Regions from separate parts of the Zea mays genome. Here region 1 is linked to region 2. The links are chromatin contacts, called in public Hi-C maps. All regions are on one chromosome and are shown on one strand. The core of a region is the stretch at or near the end of the contact, and the rest is flanking DNA. Distances in the headings are between cores, read along the strand shown.

What was found. A called contact is a pair of places that touch in the nucleus more often than the background predicts.
Region 1: a contact with region 2 is called in a Hi-C map of ear, with 2.6 times the contacts expected there. The contact joins the promoter of LOC100278544 here to the promoter of LOC100286089 in region 2. A contact is called at or near these places in 2 of 25 Hi-C or Micro-C datasets (ear and tassel).

What each region holds. Positions count from the first base shown.
Region 1 is chr1:8,604,364-8,608,159 of Zm-B73-REFERENCE-NAM-5.0, reverse strand. LOC100278544 (DUF3527 domain protein) reads left to right here and starts at 1,435. Exons shown (of 3, transcript NM_001151784.2): 1 at 1,435-2,068; 2 at 3,528-3,796. The coding sequence starts at 3,584.
Region 2 is chr1:8,225,188-8,228,933 of Zm-B73-REFERENCE-NAM-5.0, reverse strand. LOC100286089 reads left to right here and starts at 2,247. Exons shown (of 5, transcript NM_001414391.1): 1 at 2,247-2,712; 2 at 3,020-3,456. The coding sequence starts at 3,135.

The sequences.
Region 1 (3,796 bases), core at 186-2,685, 380 kb before region 2:
CGACGACGCGCAGGCGCACGCGCCGGTCCGGGTGTGTCTAGGTTTGGCTGGGTCAAAAGCTAGCTAAGCTGCTCTGGATCATCGTGCACGGGCGGGCGGGCGGGTGTGAGGAAACGCGGCGAAAGGCAACAAAAGACTGGGCGGCGGACACACAGAAGAGTCGTTCGCGCGCAGCCGGGTCTCCGGAGGTGGCCGTTAGCGGTGGGCGCCTCGAGGCCGCCGGGGCTGCATGACTAGACGTACACGTCATATCCACTTCTCCTTCTCGCCATCGTCATCCAAGCTAGCGCCTACATTTCCTGCACGGTCGCTTGGACCGTTCGTTCAATGTCGCTGTGGCTCCCCGATCCCAACCGAGATTGTGCGTCTGTGTGCTCGTGCTTACAACTGTTCCAGAGGGCTGACCGGCCCAGTAGCGTCCATACTGCAATGTTGTCTTTGCAAGGTGTAAAAGCTAAACTCAAGGACGATGCCGACAAACAAAAAAAAAGGACCGTCTTCCGCTCGTGACGCCACACGACACCACCCCCCTCCTCGTCCTCCTCCTGTTCCTGTCCTTGTCCGCCGGCCCACCCACTGGGCCACTACGGCGAGGGAGCTAGCGCCCGAGTCCCAGCCGCAACGTTCGGCCACGAGCACGATGCAGCAGCAGCCGCGAACCCCGAGTGCGAGTGGGAATTGGCGGAAGCAACGGGGAATAATTCCCGCACCGCAACCGCGAACCTCTCTCTTTTCTTCTTCTTCTCCTCCTCCTCACAGCATCGGAAGCACGCAATCACGCGTGCCAAGAACTGAGCCCCCGAGCAGATCCGCGTCCGCGCGCGCCAGGGCCTGGTTTTTCTAGTCCCGTCCCTTCCCCCAACCCCAACCAGGTCTCCGCCGCCGCTGCGGTCCATCGGTTCGGTCTCCCGACTTCACTTTCACATGGCCTGCCGTGCCGCGTCTCTCCCACGCCACTCTCGCCGGTCACCAGATCGTCGCTCGCTTCCGTTATTAACCCGTTTTGTAGCTGATTCCGGGGCTCCTGCTGCCCGCGGTCCACCCTTCGGTCAGCTAATAACGCCTCCGCCTCTTCCCTTCCCTCCCTTCCCCCTTGGGCTTGGGCCCTGCCCATTAAACTCGAGCAGGGCACTGTTTCTACAACGTTTGCCGTTCTCGACCGACCATTGATGGCCACGAAGAGTTAAGCCCTGCTCTGGGAAGGGCACTGTTTCTTTAGCTTCCATGCGTAGTAGGCACGCGGCGCACGCAGGCAGGCAGGCGGGCATGGAAAAGGGAACTGTAGCGCCCACGCGTTACCGACCGAGAGAGAGAGAGTCGAGCGAGTCCTCCACGTCCGCCTCCGCCCCCCAAACCAAAGGCATACAAGCCGTCGTGTGTTAATGGAAACGGACAAGTGTGAGGAGGAGGAGCAAAGCCAGCAGCCTTTTTTCCCTTGACGCCTCGCCTCGCCTCGCCTTGCTGCCCCCTCCTCCCGTTCTCGAACAGGTCAAGCCGCGCCTCCTCTCGCCTGCCTGCGTCCTTGCTCTTCCTCCTCCTCCCTTTGCCCGTCGTCCGCTCCGCTTCGTTGTCTCATCCGCTGCCGTTCTAGCAAGCGGGGCAGCGTCGCGCCTCGGCCTGATGCTCCACCACGCTCCAGTCCACAGCCTCCCCGGTCCTTCTCGTTCCCGTTGAGAGCGGCGGCTTGCCCGGCCCCCGGGTCCTCTTCACCTCACCTAACCTTGTTTCTAGTTTCGGTCCGTCGGTTGGTGCCTCGTCGGCTGCCTCTCGCTGCTTGGCCCGTTTCTTCCTGGGGTCGCGGGCCTGGAGTACACAAGTATATAATCTTCCCGGCCGTCGTCTTCTCTTTCTCGACCTGCCTCTCTTCGCATTGGCCCGTTCCCGTTCCTCGCTCCCTGCTGCTCCTTCCGAGACAGACTGCCTGGGATCGAAGCACACGATAGGAGAGACCTCCTCTGTCGTCTGTGCCTGGGTGAGAGGTCGGGTGGTGGTGGCAGTGCTTGGATGCTTCACGCGAGGCCTTGGATGGTGGATGCTGCGTGCTGCTGGTCTCTGCGCTGCGCCTGAGGTGAGGAATCCGGTGCTTCCCTCCACTTCTCTTCTCCTGCCTTTTTTTTCTGGGCCAAAGTGATCATGTAGTATCTTTCGCTTGGAGATTCTTTTCAGCTTAAATTACTGTTGGTGTAGATTAAGCGTGTCTGGTTCCTGGTTTTAATTACTTCTTGCCTTGACAGAGGAAAAGGAAAGATGGATGCAACTTCCTTTCCTGTTTCTCTCTCTCTCTCTCTCTAACCCATACATAGCTTTCCTTTGCTGCCGTGTTAAAGGCAGCATAGCAACAAAGCGATTTCCCGTTGCACCCGGCCGTTCTTTCCCGTTGCACCCGGCCGTTCTTTACGCCGGTGATGAAGAACGCATTTAAGGTCATCCTTTTCGGCTGGGCTTTACTACCGCTCTTTTGCAGCGTGGGCGCGGCTGCGACTTTTGTTTTTAATGGCACTTTTCTTTTACTACAGTAATTAATCATGTGGTTCAAGAGTCCTCTTCATCTCTTTCATCTTTGCTCCTGTACTTATTACTGCTTCTGTACCTGCACTCTGTTCACCTCTCTCGCTACGGAGCAAAGATGCATCAGCCGTCCTTCCTAGTTCAGAACCTGTTTTGCGAGTACCGGCGCCCACGTTCTTGCTGGCCACTGTCCGTTTGTTTGACAGGAGACGGCGGTGAAACAGTAATACTAGCTGTTTATCAGCCTTTCAGCTTAAGCAAACCAAGCACGTACAGTCAGTACGACGGTACTGCCCTGTCCCTCCTTGTGTCGTTAAGACAAGGAACGCCTTTAGATGTGCTGTTGATGGATACAGTGTACGCCATGGATCATCATACTACCAAGCAAGTTTTAGGGTGTGGTGTAACTGCATGCCATTTATATGGTGCCCCTGGTACTTGAGAGGAATTAATGTGCTGGGGGGGGGGGTGCTGAGGACGGAGGTTAGCTGTGCCTGCTCCCATTTGGAGGGACGAAGTTTTATCCTGTGGTTACTGCTTGTCGATGTCAAGCAATTTTTATGTGAGCACTTCTGCGCCACTCATGCGTATACCTACTACCTCCACTACTCCAGTTTTAATGTTTTATTTTTGAGCAGAGGATGATCCATAGAAAAAAATGGAGTTTAATTTGAAACATCACATGGGTACTTGTACTTCTCTATGAGCTGTTAATCACTTGCAATATTTTTATTTCTAATTTGATTGATCAGCCATGAAATCACGCCACATGTTCCTCAGTTGATTGTATGAGCATGTTACATGTTCCTTGCTTGCATGTATGATCTCCGTGGCAAATTCTGAAAAATATAGAGAGAACATGTCTCTCTATATTTTCAGCTCTTTCTGATGTGGTCTGTCAGTGTCACCAGAGACAGCCAACCGGGATTTCTTCAGTTTTAAAGTACAGTATATGGTAGCCGGCCACATTTGGCTCTCTTTGGGTCTGATCTGTTATATGTTATTGCTGTGCTGCGCAGGTACTCTAGAGATTAGTTTGGCCGCATCCTCCGTATCTTCTACTTCTTGACCAGGGATGGAGCTTGTATACATGGAAAGGAGAAACGGATCGTACGACGATGGCGCGGTTCCAGAGTTCAGTGGAAGGGGGGCTGGAGGGGATCAGGATCAGGACCCGCCCGCTGCTGCATCCGAGGTCCAGTCTGACTCGCGTCAGACACCGGACGAGAAGAAGAGCAAGGGCTGCCAATCATGCCGTGACCCATTCTGTTCATGCAGCGGCGGCACG
Region 2 (3,746 bases), core at 998-3,497:
GACTGAGCGAGCGAGCCCCACGTACGTACTACGTGAGTTGTGACTGGTCGGCGGGTTCGCCGGTCAGGCTGGCGGGGTGGCCAGGCCAGTAGAGGCGGCAGGCGGGCCTCCGAGGGCCTGTCCCGTTGCGCATGCAGATACGACACGGTGCCGGTCCGTGCGACCCCGCGGGCGCACTACGCTACGGGTGGGTGATTGGAGATTGGCCGGGCCTGGCGCGGAGCGAAAGGAAATGCCACCACCAGTCCACCCCCAGCAACCCCCGGCAGCCCCACCCGACAGGCGCATACTAGTCGGCTAGTTGCGCGATTAATTAGGCCAGGACAGCCAGGCATTCGTCCGCGCTGATGGGGCCGCCATGCACGAGACGAGGCTCCCAGTCCCAGAGAGAGGCGCGAGCTGGGTTGGACTAGCTAGCTAGTGCCGGGGTCGGGCTCGGCGTTGGAAGCTGGACCACTCCGCACTGTCACGACCTAACCTGGTCGCTCTCGCCATCAAATCAAAATCCCACACATTTTCTCCCAGACGGCCAGACCCTTTCTTCGCGCACCCCCACTTGACCCCCCCGGCGAGACCGGCACGACGCGCCCCCCGGTGCTCACCGACGCCATGCAGCTCACCGGCGTGGCCGTGCCAAGCGCTTTATATAACCTTTATTACTTCGCTGCTGCCTGCTTGCCTTCGTCAAATCGTCCTAGCTTATAAAAAAGACTGAAAGATCCCAAGTCATGAGAAGTGTTATAAGAGAAATAAAAGCTCATCATTTCGAACTATAACAATAACACTAACTAGCAGTCTAGCAGGACCCACTTTTTCTGAATATTACCCCTCGGTTCTTTTTCGATGTCACGTTATTTTGCTCTAAATTAACTATTTGCATCTTTACCCATCATTTAAATAAAATATAGTTTCATGACACATAAGTCATATATGTCATAAAAATCACACAATCATATTTGATGAGTGACTCGTACAATCTATTTAGGTTAATAATTGTATTCTTACTACCTTATGTGTACTTACTCGCTTCCATCTCCTCTTTCTCGACACAACGTTGTTCCAAGCGGCTCCGGTTACTCCGCTATCGTTTCATTTCCCTCTCTCTAAGTCGGTGCATGTTCCCTCTCCCCATGTCCCCTCCCTTCCATGTCTCTATCCTTCCCGCAACTGTAGTGGATCCTCTCATTTTCTTTCCAGTCATCCCTATCCCAGTTAACTTCATAGCATAGGTGGACTTATACTCTGCCACCTCTTCGTCCAGCGCGACCTCGCGTGCGCTGGTGGGCGTGAATGAGGGGAGGAACAAGAACAACGTTGATATTAGGGCCAAGAGCATGCAGGACGGCGCGGATGTCCCCATCGAGCCAAGAGAGTGGTGGGGTCATCGGGACGCGTCACTAGGCTAGGGACGTCGCGAGGCGGACGGGCGACCCGACGACATGGCGGTTCTATTGTCGCCGTGGGAGAGAGGGAGCCGGGATGGGGAGTGTTGGACCACGTATTAATTATTAATAAATATAACGTTTTATTGCAAAAGTGTTGAAGCACGACAACAGTGGAAACTGGTTCTTTTTATTGTAGTAAATCTAAAAACACAAGTTTTATGTTATTAATATATTTATTTTTAAAACCAATGATTAAAGTTAGAAATATTTCATTCTGCATAAAACCAATACGTGTAAAAATGGAGAGAGAAGAGAGTATGTTGGAATGTATGTGGTTTTCTGCAATATTTGTCGAAAGAACATATATAGTTCATAGGTTACCCAACGTCTGATTTTCTACAATATTATTTGTTAAAAGAGTATGTGAACTACTCCTTCTAGATCTAAATTATAAGTTGTTCTAGACAAGATTTAAATTAACTACAAATAACCATTTTGTTATTTAGTGTCGAAATCTAATAGTCATATGCATCGATTTGTCTCAAAAAGTATTTTTACAAAGCTATAAATGTAATAAGAGTTTATTTATATTTTAACAAAAACTATTAGATAAATCTTTATTTTAAGACCGTGTCGCTGATTTAAATGACTTACAATCTGTATCTGGAAAATGCTGGCGTACATTGCAAGGGCCCTGACTGTGGAAGTATTATTATGGCAGTACAGAAATAATACTTCCACCACCATCAAAATAAGAAAGGCAATAAAAAAGGGTGCTTTTGTTGCAGTGGGTGAATCCAACGTGGAAACTGATTTTAGGGACCGAACGAAGGCCTACGACACCACTGGTCAGTGGTCACACACAAATCAGGATTGGTAGAGCCCATCTCTGCGCCCTGCCTTGCTGGCTCTGACCTCTCCCTCCCTTCCCCTTCCTCGATTGTTCCTCCCCCTTCTTTTATTAGGGTTTTTTTTGTCTCCTTAGATTTGCGCCTGTTCTCACCTGTGCGCATACTAGTCTCTGCATCAGAGAGTAGAGACCTCGGAGCCGATCTTCAACACGCAGATTGGGCAGAGCTGCCTGCCGGAGGGAGAGTGGAGAGAGAGAGAGAGAGAGAGAGAGAGAGAGCTCAAGGGGGGCAAAAGGAGTTTTTTTTTATCCAGCTTGTTAGCTTGATTCTCTTTGATCCGGGAGAGCAGCCGCCAGTCCAACTAATCCTAGCTATTGGTGTGCCGGGGCTTTGATTGTTCTCCAGATCCGAGCCACCTGCTGGGTGGACTCCAGGAATCCGAGCACGAAGTTGACAGGGGAGTTCTCAGGGAAAAGGTGAGCCCTTTTTCTTCTCCCTCCCCATCCGTCCACCGTTGCTAAACTGTCCGACCGCCACTGGAGTAATCGTGTAGTCTTAGGTCCGACTGTTAAGCTTCAAATTCAACTGTCGCCTCTTGTCCCTTGATCTGTTTCTGCCGCCTACACTGGACGACGCTTGATGCATACGAGATGATGAGTTGGCCGCAAGTTTTCTTGGATCCCAGCATACGATACGATCCACCAGCTTAACCGCATACAAAAATTATTGCCTTTTTTTAAAACTCGTTTTGATTTGATTGCATCTGTTGTTTTAGTTGCGCAGGGGAGGAAGGAAGAGCCTGAAAGGGCGGTGCGGAGAGAAAGACTATAAGAGCGACCTGGGTCCCTTGAGGATGCCGTCAAGAAACCGCGTGGAGAGGAGGGCGATGAGATGAGGGATGCTGGCCGCGGTGATGGACTATTTCAGCTCCTGCTGGGGCCCGCGATCGGGTGACGGGCACAGGGGGAAGGGCCCCGACGCCGCCGGCCGGCAGGACGGTCTCCTCTGGTACAAGGACGCCGGTCAGCTCGTCACTGGGGAGTTCTCCATGGCCGTGGTGCAGGCCAACCAGCTGCTTGAGGACCAGAGCCAAGTGGAGTCCGGATCGCTCTCCCTGGCTGACCCGGGCCCGCAGGGCACCTTCGTCGGCGTCTATGATGGCCATGGCGGTCCTGAGACGTCCCGGTTCATCAATGACCACCTCTTCAACCATCTCAGAAGTAAGGACTCGATATGTCAAAGTTACTTATGATTCCTCTTCTTTTAGCTGCTTAGAGGTACTAATGATGAAGCAATTATCAAGTCCCAACTTTTTCTTGTGTTGCTTTGATTACGGGTAGCATTTCTATGACTACTAGCATGATGCTGATGCTGACTCTGTCTCAAAAGGTGTCTTTGTACTTATTGCCTTCAGAATTGAAATGATAATTGTTTTGGTAGATCTGATTGGTAAACTTGCATATGATGATCGGGATAGGATGGCAGTTGGAATTGTATTAAGGTTATCCCA